2 separate regions of the Rattus norvegicus genome follow, and region 2 is linked to region 1. The links are chromatin contacts, called in public Hi-C maps. All regions are on one chromosome and are shown on one strand. The core of a region is the stretch at or near the end of the contact, and the rest is flanking DNA. Distances in the headings are between cores, read along the strand shown. Region 1 overlaps LOC120100003 (40S ribosomal protein S12-like). Region 2 overlaps Mamdc2 (MAM domain containing 2).

Region 1 (4,522 bases), core at 1,653-4,152:
TTTCAGTTGGGTAGGAATGCTTAATTGCCTCCTCCCTTGGCAGCTTGCATGGCATTTTCTTGTACCATGAATACTAGATCACAGTAAAGGGACTTTCAGGTGTCCGTCTGTGTGTATGTATGCCACATACGTACAGGTGTGTGTGGAGGTGATGCTTCAAGGAGGTGGTGCTACAGGTGGTGGTGAGTCACCTGACATGGGTGCTGGATCAGAACCCAAGTCCTCTGGGAAGATAGCAAATGGTTTTAACTACTGAACCATCCCAGTGTGCCCCTGGCATTTAATTCTTACCATGTTTTTTTTTTAACATTTTAAATAAGTGACATATTAATATGTCAATAGGTATACATTGTAAAATATGTTCTGGTATCCCTTTCCCGGTTCCACCTCATTTCTACCCCTCGTCTGTTCTTGACATATTTTATTAAAAATATTTCAACTAGATTAATTAATTAATTGTGTATGTGCCTCTGTGCATACACACGTAAGTGTAGGCTTGGACTTTTCAAAACCTTCTTTTAATAATGGTTCTTAAATGCTTTAACCGCCCTTCTAGCCCACTATCCGTGAGAGGGAAAGTGGATGAGAGCAAAAGAGGATGTGGATCTGTTTAGAATTAGTTCTTTGGAGCAAACACAATCTGCATCATCAGGATATCAGTAGCTCAGGTCACACACGTCAGCAGCAGTGGCTCCACCCACTAGAAAACATCATTCACAAGTCAGGAATGGCAGGTGGATCCAGAAGAAACCACAAGGCTCTGCCAATCAGCGGAAGGTGAGAAGCTGCCAGAACACCACAAGACTTTTTTTTTTGGTGTGTTTCTCTCTATAAAATCACCACAAACAATGACCAACAAAGAATGGTAAGGCGTACCAATACCACCCAGCGTCTTCATCAAAGACCAGCAACAGCAAAGCCCAACAATGACCGGTAAATTATGGCAAGCATACCAATACCATCCAGCATCGCCCACTATCCATTGGGCTATATTTGTATCCTTTCCGAACATCATGTGTTCTCTCGAGCATGCACTCTAGAAAAACATCATATGATCTTTTTCCAGACTTCAAAAAAATCCACCACATGTCTGTTCTTACAAACCATCCTCCCATGTGTCTGCTTCAGCAGAAACATCCTGTCATAAGACAGTTTCCAGAGAAACATCACACGGCAAAACCAAGTCTCCAAAGAAACCATCATCAATTTCCACTTCCCTTGGGCACACTCGTGTGGAGGTCAGCGCTCTTCTCTTCTTCCACCATGTGGGTTTTAGGAATCAAGCTCTGTCCTTCAGGCTTAACGGTGAGCATCTTTATCTGATTAGTCATCTAACTGTCCCTCTTGCCTTACTTAAAAACTGTCTTTAGGAGACTTTTGGTTGAGTTCGAATCCATTGCATAGTTTACAATGTGTAACCATTCACTGCACAGCCTGGTGATTTATGAGGTGTTAGAAGAGGGGCTAATGGGGGACAGTAATATCCAGATAAAAAGTAATATCCAATCAAAAGGACTGATGAAATTATTATAGACTTCCAAGACAACCTTTTATACTCCTTCTGGTATTTGGAACCCACATGCACATTTGTGCTAAACTAAGTGCTTTTCTTGAACACTTAGATAAGCCAGAAATAGCTCACAAAAACTAAATTAGGTGATAAATTTTTAAAAAGATGGATCTGTAAAGAAGTCTAACTTACCATAAACCTTTTGAGGAATTTGCGTACAATTCAGGAGAACCACAGTCAATGACTTCTGTGGGAAGGAAGAGAAGACCCTGCCTAGCTGCTGGTTAAAGAAAAGAATGGTGACCTGGCAGGATTCTATGGCTGCTTTATCCTTAAGATGGCACTCTAAGCTCACACTTCCCTTATACAGAAAGAGACACAAAAATAACTGAATTTTACTAATTCCTTATCACATAAACTGGGAAGACTCTTATGTCCGAAACCAAATATATCTGTATTCTTGTATGTCTGACATTGTTGTTGAGAATTTTGGGAGCCTTTGTTTAGAGACCAAGTTTTACATAGCATGGGCCAGCCTTGAATTCTTCACAGAGCCAAGAGTGACTTTGAATTTCTGATTCTCTTCCCTCCAGCCCTACCAGTGCTGTGATAGCAGGGATGTGTTACTTCGTCTTATCTATTATGTTTTGTTATTCTTCAGAGTAACTACTTTATCTCATTTTGCAAAGGAGGAAAAGGAGCCAGAGGGTAAAAAAAAGACTCCCTGTCAGTTCTAGTTTGTAATCAGCCAAATCAGAATTTGAATAGAGGCAGCCAGAATCCATGAGCAGGGGGCCTAATTTCTGGGATGTGCTACATCTTTATAGAGATCCACATGCCAGGAATCCAGTAGTACTAGAAAACTTATTAGTTATGAAAACTCACTTTCCACCAGTTCTGGTTGTATGAGGAAACAAGGGGATGAGACCTTAAGGAACCCAAGTTTTATTCCTTCAAGAGTAAGGCATCCAGACCTGTGGGATGCTACACCATGGATCTTGACTGTCAGATGCGGCTCCTAGGTTTTCCCATGGACTCTGAGCACATGGCCACATCGTACTTCTTGTGCTGGCTGTCTTGTTTCCCAGGCTCTTCACTAATCGGTGCATGTCTCGGCAACCTCCATGCTTGCTGAGATGCCCAGAGCATAGGTATCTTAAGAAAGCATCTCTGAACTCTGGTCTTCCTTGTTAAGCCAGCCCTCACATCAGAAGCACTGTTTTCTCCATCTCTGCGCCATTCCTCCTTTCTCTACATAAATAGCCTCCGCTGCAGATGGTGAATCATATCAGGGAAGGCGGTCTGCGGAGAAAGCTGTCTCTATTCCAAGAGCTTGGGTGTTTAGGTGCTGCCGAGAATTGGAGTAAATGCAGAGACCGGGATTAAAGTTTGAGTAGCACCTAGCGAGACTAGTGTGCCTTCCTGATGGGCATTGCTAAAGCTGGGGAAACTACGCTGTGCTTACCATCTGCCTCTATTTTCATCCACATGGAATTAGTCAAAAGGGACGCTAAGGGCCACCTGGAAAGGAAAGTGAAGCATGAAACACCGGAAACGACGGGAGGTGACTCACTCGGCTCACTTTCTACCTCCTCCACTCTAAAAAGGACACTAAAAATGGCAGGTCGTTTCTTAGCAACTGCCAGTAATAATTACCTCTTTCCTTGCTGCTGGAAAATTCTACTCTAAGCCACTGAGCCCTCTCTCCAACCCACTAACCTCTTTTTGTTTTTCCCCAGACAGGGTCTCTCCCTGAACCTGGAGCTCATCAAGATGCCACCACATCGAACTTTTCGACAAGGTGCCTGGGGATCCTAACTAAGGCCTTAGTGGTGGCATGGCGGCATTTTGCTGACTGAGCCATCTGCTTAATCTCCTTAGCCCCATCTTGGAACTATTTGTATAGCCAATAAATCCAGAAGAGGGAAACTAAGAACCTTTGGCAAGTCTATAATCCATATTGTTGATGGATTGAGGGAGGAGCTGGCAGACTGAGGAGGCTGTTTAAGAAAAGATTAGAACACAAGATGGGCAACACAGTCAGCTGGGTTTCAAACCCGGGTCTTGCACTGACCGCTGATCTTGAGCAACTTTAATGGCCTCAGGTAGAAGATGAAACTTCTGCCAGGGTCTGCCACGTGGGTTTCCATCAGGATTAAATAAGTAAATACCTGTAAAGACATCTTTACCCTGTCTCTGGAAACAGTAGGTCTTCAAACAATGTTAGCTGGAATGATTCCATAAGACTTTATATCACTGCCAAGGACGCCAGAGAAATACTTTATTCATTTATCACCCGGCACGAACACCTCACTATCACTCAGGTATGTGTGGGTGAAGAGTGCTCCTTCCTTCACTCGGCAAATGTAACATAGTTACAGGTGGGAGTGATGCTGTGAGGGATTTATGATGCCTAATGTATATCAAACTCCAATCGCACCTCTGTGTCTAATTAATCGCCATAGGAAAAATTTCACTAATAAAATTCTGTCTTATTACATAATAATTTTAATTTTTCCTCTATAAACCTAGGGATGTTGATTTCGTATGGGTGAGTATTTTTATTTTCTAAGTAGTGTGGCATGCTGAGAGACCTGATGCCCTTCACAGATGTGGCCGGTGGACTTACAGCCTTGCAGAGCTAAGAAGTTGTCCTTTACCTGCCACCACTCCAGAGCTTCGCAATCATAAGTAACTTTCCACCTTCTCACATTGGGCTGTTTCACTGTGTTCTGTCTTCATGGTGCCTGGGTTCAAAGCCCAGGCCCTGCTCTGTTCATCAAGTGCTGTATCACTGAACTACATCCCCAGTATTGACAGTCAGCTTTCACACCTGTGAAAAATGCTACTAACATTTCCATTTCCCAGATGAGGGAGAGAGTAAACGCATTTACTTGTTCGGGTTTGTTTCTGAGCACCAAGAACATAAAAGTAACAACAGATCCTGTGTCCTGGGTTGGTGACATGGCTCAGTACATACAGGTACTTGCAGATAAACCTGACAAATCAAGT
Region 2 (4,840 bases), core at 256-2,755, 68 kb after region 1:
GCATCCTATCCCCTATTCCTTGAGTACCAACTAGCATGCCCAAGACATTTCAGACAGATTCCAGAATTGATTGACAACATGATCATCGCCTACAGGAAAAAGTCGGTGAAGAAAATAAATTAGGTTCTTCCATTATCTACAGGAAGCTAAGCTCTAATCTGTCTGTGCCCCTTGCCCCACGGCACTCCAGACGAGAGCCTGGGCAAGGACACAGTAGTCAGAGACGAGCGCTGTGACTAGGCCTTTCTAGCCATGTTCCAATGAATTTATGAAGACCATGGAGCAGCGACAGCTTTGCTTTATCGTCTCCCACCCACTGACTTTGAACTTTCTCTCTGAGACAATAAAGCATCAGGTGTGATCAGCACAGGCCCAAGCTGTGTAAGGAAAACAATCCAGGCGCACAGTCTATGCTCTGTGAGGTGGCCGCTGAGGCACATTGCGGGCCACGGCTTCAAACTTAAATGCAGGCCAGTGCCAGGGAGGTATAAACACATGAAGTTGCACGAAGTCTGTGATGCGGACTCTTGAGAGTGCAGAAGGCAAATCTATCTAAAGGAGGCTGCTGCTACCCAGGGTCCTAATGCCTAGGAAATCAGTTTGTGACCCCATTGGAGAGTATGGTAAGATGCCATCATACCGTAGAAGGATGGGGCTCTGTTCCAAAGGCCTGATATTTTCGTAGTCTTTATAAAAGGGGAAAATTTGATGTGTACACTCCTCCCACCTCCAGCACAAAGACACTGGGACTGTTAGAGGAAGGGGAAAGACTTTGTTCATATTGAACAGAGAGATTAAGAAGCCCTTTCCAACATGGGTCTGCAATCACAGCCCATATGCCAGGGTTCTCTGTTCAGAAAAATCCATGTTTATTTTCCTTTTGAAAGTGGGGACATTGGATTGACTGATTGCTCCAGGGCCAATTCCTTTTCTTGGCAATTAGTAAGAGCAAACAACCCAAATGACAGACTCAGACTAGTGGAGCAAAATCCCACACATGTGGGTCCAAAGATGAATGGTACGGTTAATAGTACTCAGCAAGATGAGTTTCCAGTGCCGATTTATAAAAAAAATTCAGCAACACTCTATTCATGCAAATGTTACCTAAAGAGTTTATGCTGTACAAAAGAAATTGATAAAGAAGACACCATCTGTGTATGTATGAGTACACACACGGGTGTGTACATGCATGTGCGTGCACATGTGTATACACATGCTTGCCTGAATGTGCACTAACATGTGACTCATTTGATTTTAATAGAAGGAATATGTTCTGGGGCAGCATTTCTTTGTCTTCTTGCGACCAAAGTCAGAGAAAAATTTCCACTGGGCTGTAAGAGCAAATCAAAGCCTGGCCAGACTTTGTGACAGGAAATAGCACACATTCTACAAAGGCACCGTGCTCTCTCTGGGGCTGTTTGGGGTTAGGGAGCTGAGAGGGATATGAAGGAGGTGGAGGAGTGTCAGGCACACCAGCAGCAGACAGAGCACATTGGAAATGGAGACCGAGCCAGCCTTCTCCAGTTCTGCAGCAGGCTAGCAGATGGCGCCACTGAAAAGCAGCCAGAGGAATAAGCCATTTCTGTTCTTTAAAGGGAACTGGCGAAGATACATCAGAAAGTACGAAGTGAAACGGGGTGGTGGGTATTAATACCATGGCAACTAAGCTCTCCTTATAGCTAGATGCAAATGTTCAAACCAGTCTTACACGCAGAGCAACTATGATGCTGCACCCCCAGCTTGCAGCCTGGGGGGGACCTCAGATAGACTGAAGCTCTTCCTACAGCTGAGTACTAGATTTTAGTCTAGGAAGTCCCCTAAGCTCTCTGGCGTCGCTCAGCTGTGTGACCTAGAAAAAAGATGTCAGACTTCTTGAACATTTCTCCTTTGTCCTCTGTGGATATGAGCATGATTTTATGTATGTACTTCAGTGGGCAGTAAGCATGGACCATACTTACAAGTTCTGAAAGACACACACGGCCAGAGCTATGGATTTGGATATGGGCTTAAAGAAAGGTCTATAGCAACACACACCATAAAGTCAGTTGTATTTGCCACTGTTGTTAAACTTAGTTTCGTTTCTTTGACTTTTCTAATTCTTTTGCTTGGGATATTTATCCTGTATATAACGGTAAAATGTTGTAAGATAAGAACACAAAGATTCGTTTCAAATAATGTTAAGTTTATGTCCGATTCTATAACATTGTTTTTGTTGCAATGAAGAAAGTTATGGACTTTTTGTTTTTGATTTTTTTGTTTATTTGCTTAGAAAATTCTTCAAAATTGACGTGGTGTGTGTTTTCCTGTAACTAAGCAAAGGTGCTGAGTACCGTAATCTAATCTTCCAATTAGCAGCTCTGGGATTCTTCTCTTGCTGTCTGGATTCTTAGAGCCAAAGGGCTATCAGTTGAATAACCAGCCAGACTACCCTTGTGCCAGCGCTGGCTGGCTTGAACGCCCGGAGGAGAAAACTACATCGTGATCACAGAAGATTGTCCTGTCTTTTGAAGGCACAGCTTCATCCGGGGCTGTTGGACAGTTTGTACCAGACTTTTTGCTTTCTCGTGTCTCAGGGAATTCTAGATGACCTTACAGCCATTTCTACTGAGGTGCATCTCCCTTGGTGGCTTCTGTGACTGGTGGTAAAGAGGCAAGGCTGTGGTTGGTGCCAAGAGACAGGGCTTCCCCAGCCATAAACAGGTCGCCCAGGCTCACTTAGGGAATCGGTTTGGAGACTTTCTGCTGTGAGACCTCCCTTCCTGCTGTAGACCCAATAAAAAAGCTGTTCTCCAGTCACTTCTTTTATTGAGTGAGTAACATGAAGAAAGACGCGGCAGACAGCGGAGTGGTGGTGATGGTTTTTAAACCATAACTGGTGACCAGTAAGGAGGTTGAGCTGTAAAGGGGGAAGGCAGCTGGCTCCTGGCAGCTGGAGAATCAGCATTTAAGCAGCTGGAGAGTGGCCAGCAGCAAGAAAAGGGCTGCAAAAATAGAGATATGGGGGAGTCTGGGGTTGGGGCAAGAAGGCAGAAAGCCAAGAGTGAAGAGGGATAAAATGTCACAGTCCACAGAAGAGAACATGCAGAGACCTGGCAAGTCTTTGAGACCAAAGGTCTGGGACACTGGGTCTCAGCTACAACACTGGCTGGTACGAATGGCTGAGGACAGTGACTTCCTTGATCTACAGGCAAGGGTAACATTTATAGGGCTCAGGGTCAGGATACTAGAGGTAGGCACAAGAATTGTAGGCTGCTTCCTTCTGCTGTTGTTGCTGGTGCCCCACCTACCTCTGCTACCCATCACTGCTGCACAAACCAGAGGGAAACTAAAGCTGATCTTTGCCTACCCAGATTTCCATCTGGGAGAAGCCAAAGGATCCCGGATGATTAGGGATTCTGGGTGGAGATCCTGGAAGGAGTCATCTTGACTCCGAGCTCCCCTTTTGAACCCTCCGTGGCTATAGCACAAGATCAGAGGGGACATGCACCGGGAATTTCAGCTGGTAGAACTGACTTCCACACTTATCCTCAGAACAATAATTTTGATAGAAATGACGATAATAAGAGTGGAAAGAAAGGGATACAGAAGGGAAGGAAATGAGGCAACTGAGAAGCGGAAAGAGAGGGAAGGAAAGCATTAAAGGGTTGGAGAGATGCCTCGCTAGCTAAGAGTGCTTGCTCCACAATCAGGAGGACTACGGTTTGGATCCCAGCACCCACATAACAGGCCAGGTGCTCCAGAAGAATATGCTTGTAGTTACAGCTCCAAGAGATCAATTGCCCTAGTCTGGCCTAGAGTCATGTGATCACTCCAGCTCCCTCCCTCTAAAAGATTGTAATAGCAGCCAGTGCTTCAGGAGCAGGAGGGAAAGGGGGATATTGGTCTGTAGATACAAAACTACAATTATGCTAAAATAGTACAGTTTGGTTCTTAATGCACAGTAGGCCAACTATAATTGATAATGTTATATTGTACATTTCATAATACTTAGAAGGATTTTAAATGCTGCCAATACCAACAAATAATAAATTTGAGGTGATACACGTGGTAGCTATTATGATTTGTCATCCATTGTCTACATGAATCAAAACATCACATTTTATTACATTCCTTGGCGCAACGTTTTTTGTTTTGTTTTTATTTTTTGAAATGGTGTTTCTCTATGAAGCCCTTACTGTTCTGGGACTTTCTCTGTGGACTGGGTTTCCTTGATCTCACTGAGCTCTGCCTGCCTCTGTTTCCTAAGTACTGGGATAAAAGATTTGTTCAGTTCCTAGGTACAATGTTTTTTTCTAAATTGAAAATAAAAAATAAAGTCAATGTATACCTATCTTCAAAGTCAGGACTGAGGGTGGTAAGAATGTACAGTGGAGTGACCTCTGTGTGTGTGTGCGCGCGCGCGCGCGCGCGTGTGTGTGTGTGTGTGTGTGTGTGTAGCATCTCTTTGTGAGACCAGATTGAGGCTCACCTACCTCCATGGGATAAGGAGCACTGAACTCCACCTCTGCAAGGTTCCAGACCGCATTGCCTGGGCTGTCCACTTTCCAGATCTCCTCGTATAGGCCAGCCATGTCCCGAGTGTAAAGAGAGAAGACATTGTCATTGCCCTGCTGAAGCTGGTAATAGAATGAGAGGCAGCCAGACATGGGGGCTGTGGTCATTGGGGAGATGAGCTGGGCCACTTCCTGGAAGTGCTTGACATAAACAGAGTCCACGTACATGTAGTGGCCTGGAAATCACACAGACAGAATAGAGGGTAAGACAGGCTGGCAAGTTGCAGATGGACCCGTGACATTCTAGGACTCACTTCAACACAATTCGTTGGAAGACGTGAGGAGGA

What was found. A called contact is a pair of places that touch in the nucleus more often than the background predicts.
Region 2: a Hi-C map of frontal cortex shows a contact between it and region 1, with 2.5 times the contacts expected there. The contact joins two enhancer-like sites. A contact is called at or near these places in 3 of 12 Hi-C or Micro-C datasets (the A7r5 cell line, Schwann cells and frontal cortex).

The regions. Positions count from the first base shown.
Region 1 is chr1:230,285,064-230,289,585 of GRCr8, forward strand. All of the region lies in intron 1 of LOC120100003 (40S ribosomal protein S12-like), which reads left to right. Among named protein-coding and RNA genes, the nearest start is that of Rnu6-806, 4.4 kb to the left of the region's middle. Within about 2 kb of position 2,903, at least 16 of the 93 cell types and tissues checked have an H3K27ac peak or open chromatin away from gene starts, as enhancers often do.
Region 2 is chr1:230,354,031-230,358,870 of GRCr8, forward strand. Mamdc2 (MAM domain containing 2) reads right to left here. Exons shown (of 14, transcript XM_039101390.2): 6 at 4,473-4,729. The region is part of intron 1 of LOC120100003 (40S ribosomal protein S12-like); the gene reads left to right. Among named protein-coding and RNA genes, the nearest start is that of Rnu6-806, 74 kb to the left of the region's middle. Within about 2 kb of position 1,506, at least 20 of the 93 cell types and tissues checked have an H3K27ac peak or open chromatin away from gene starts, as enhancers often do.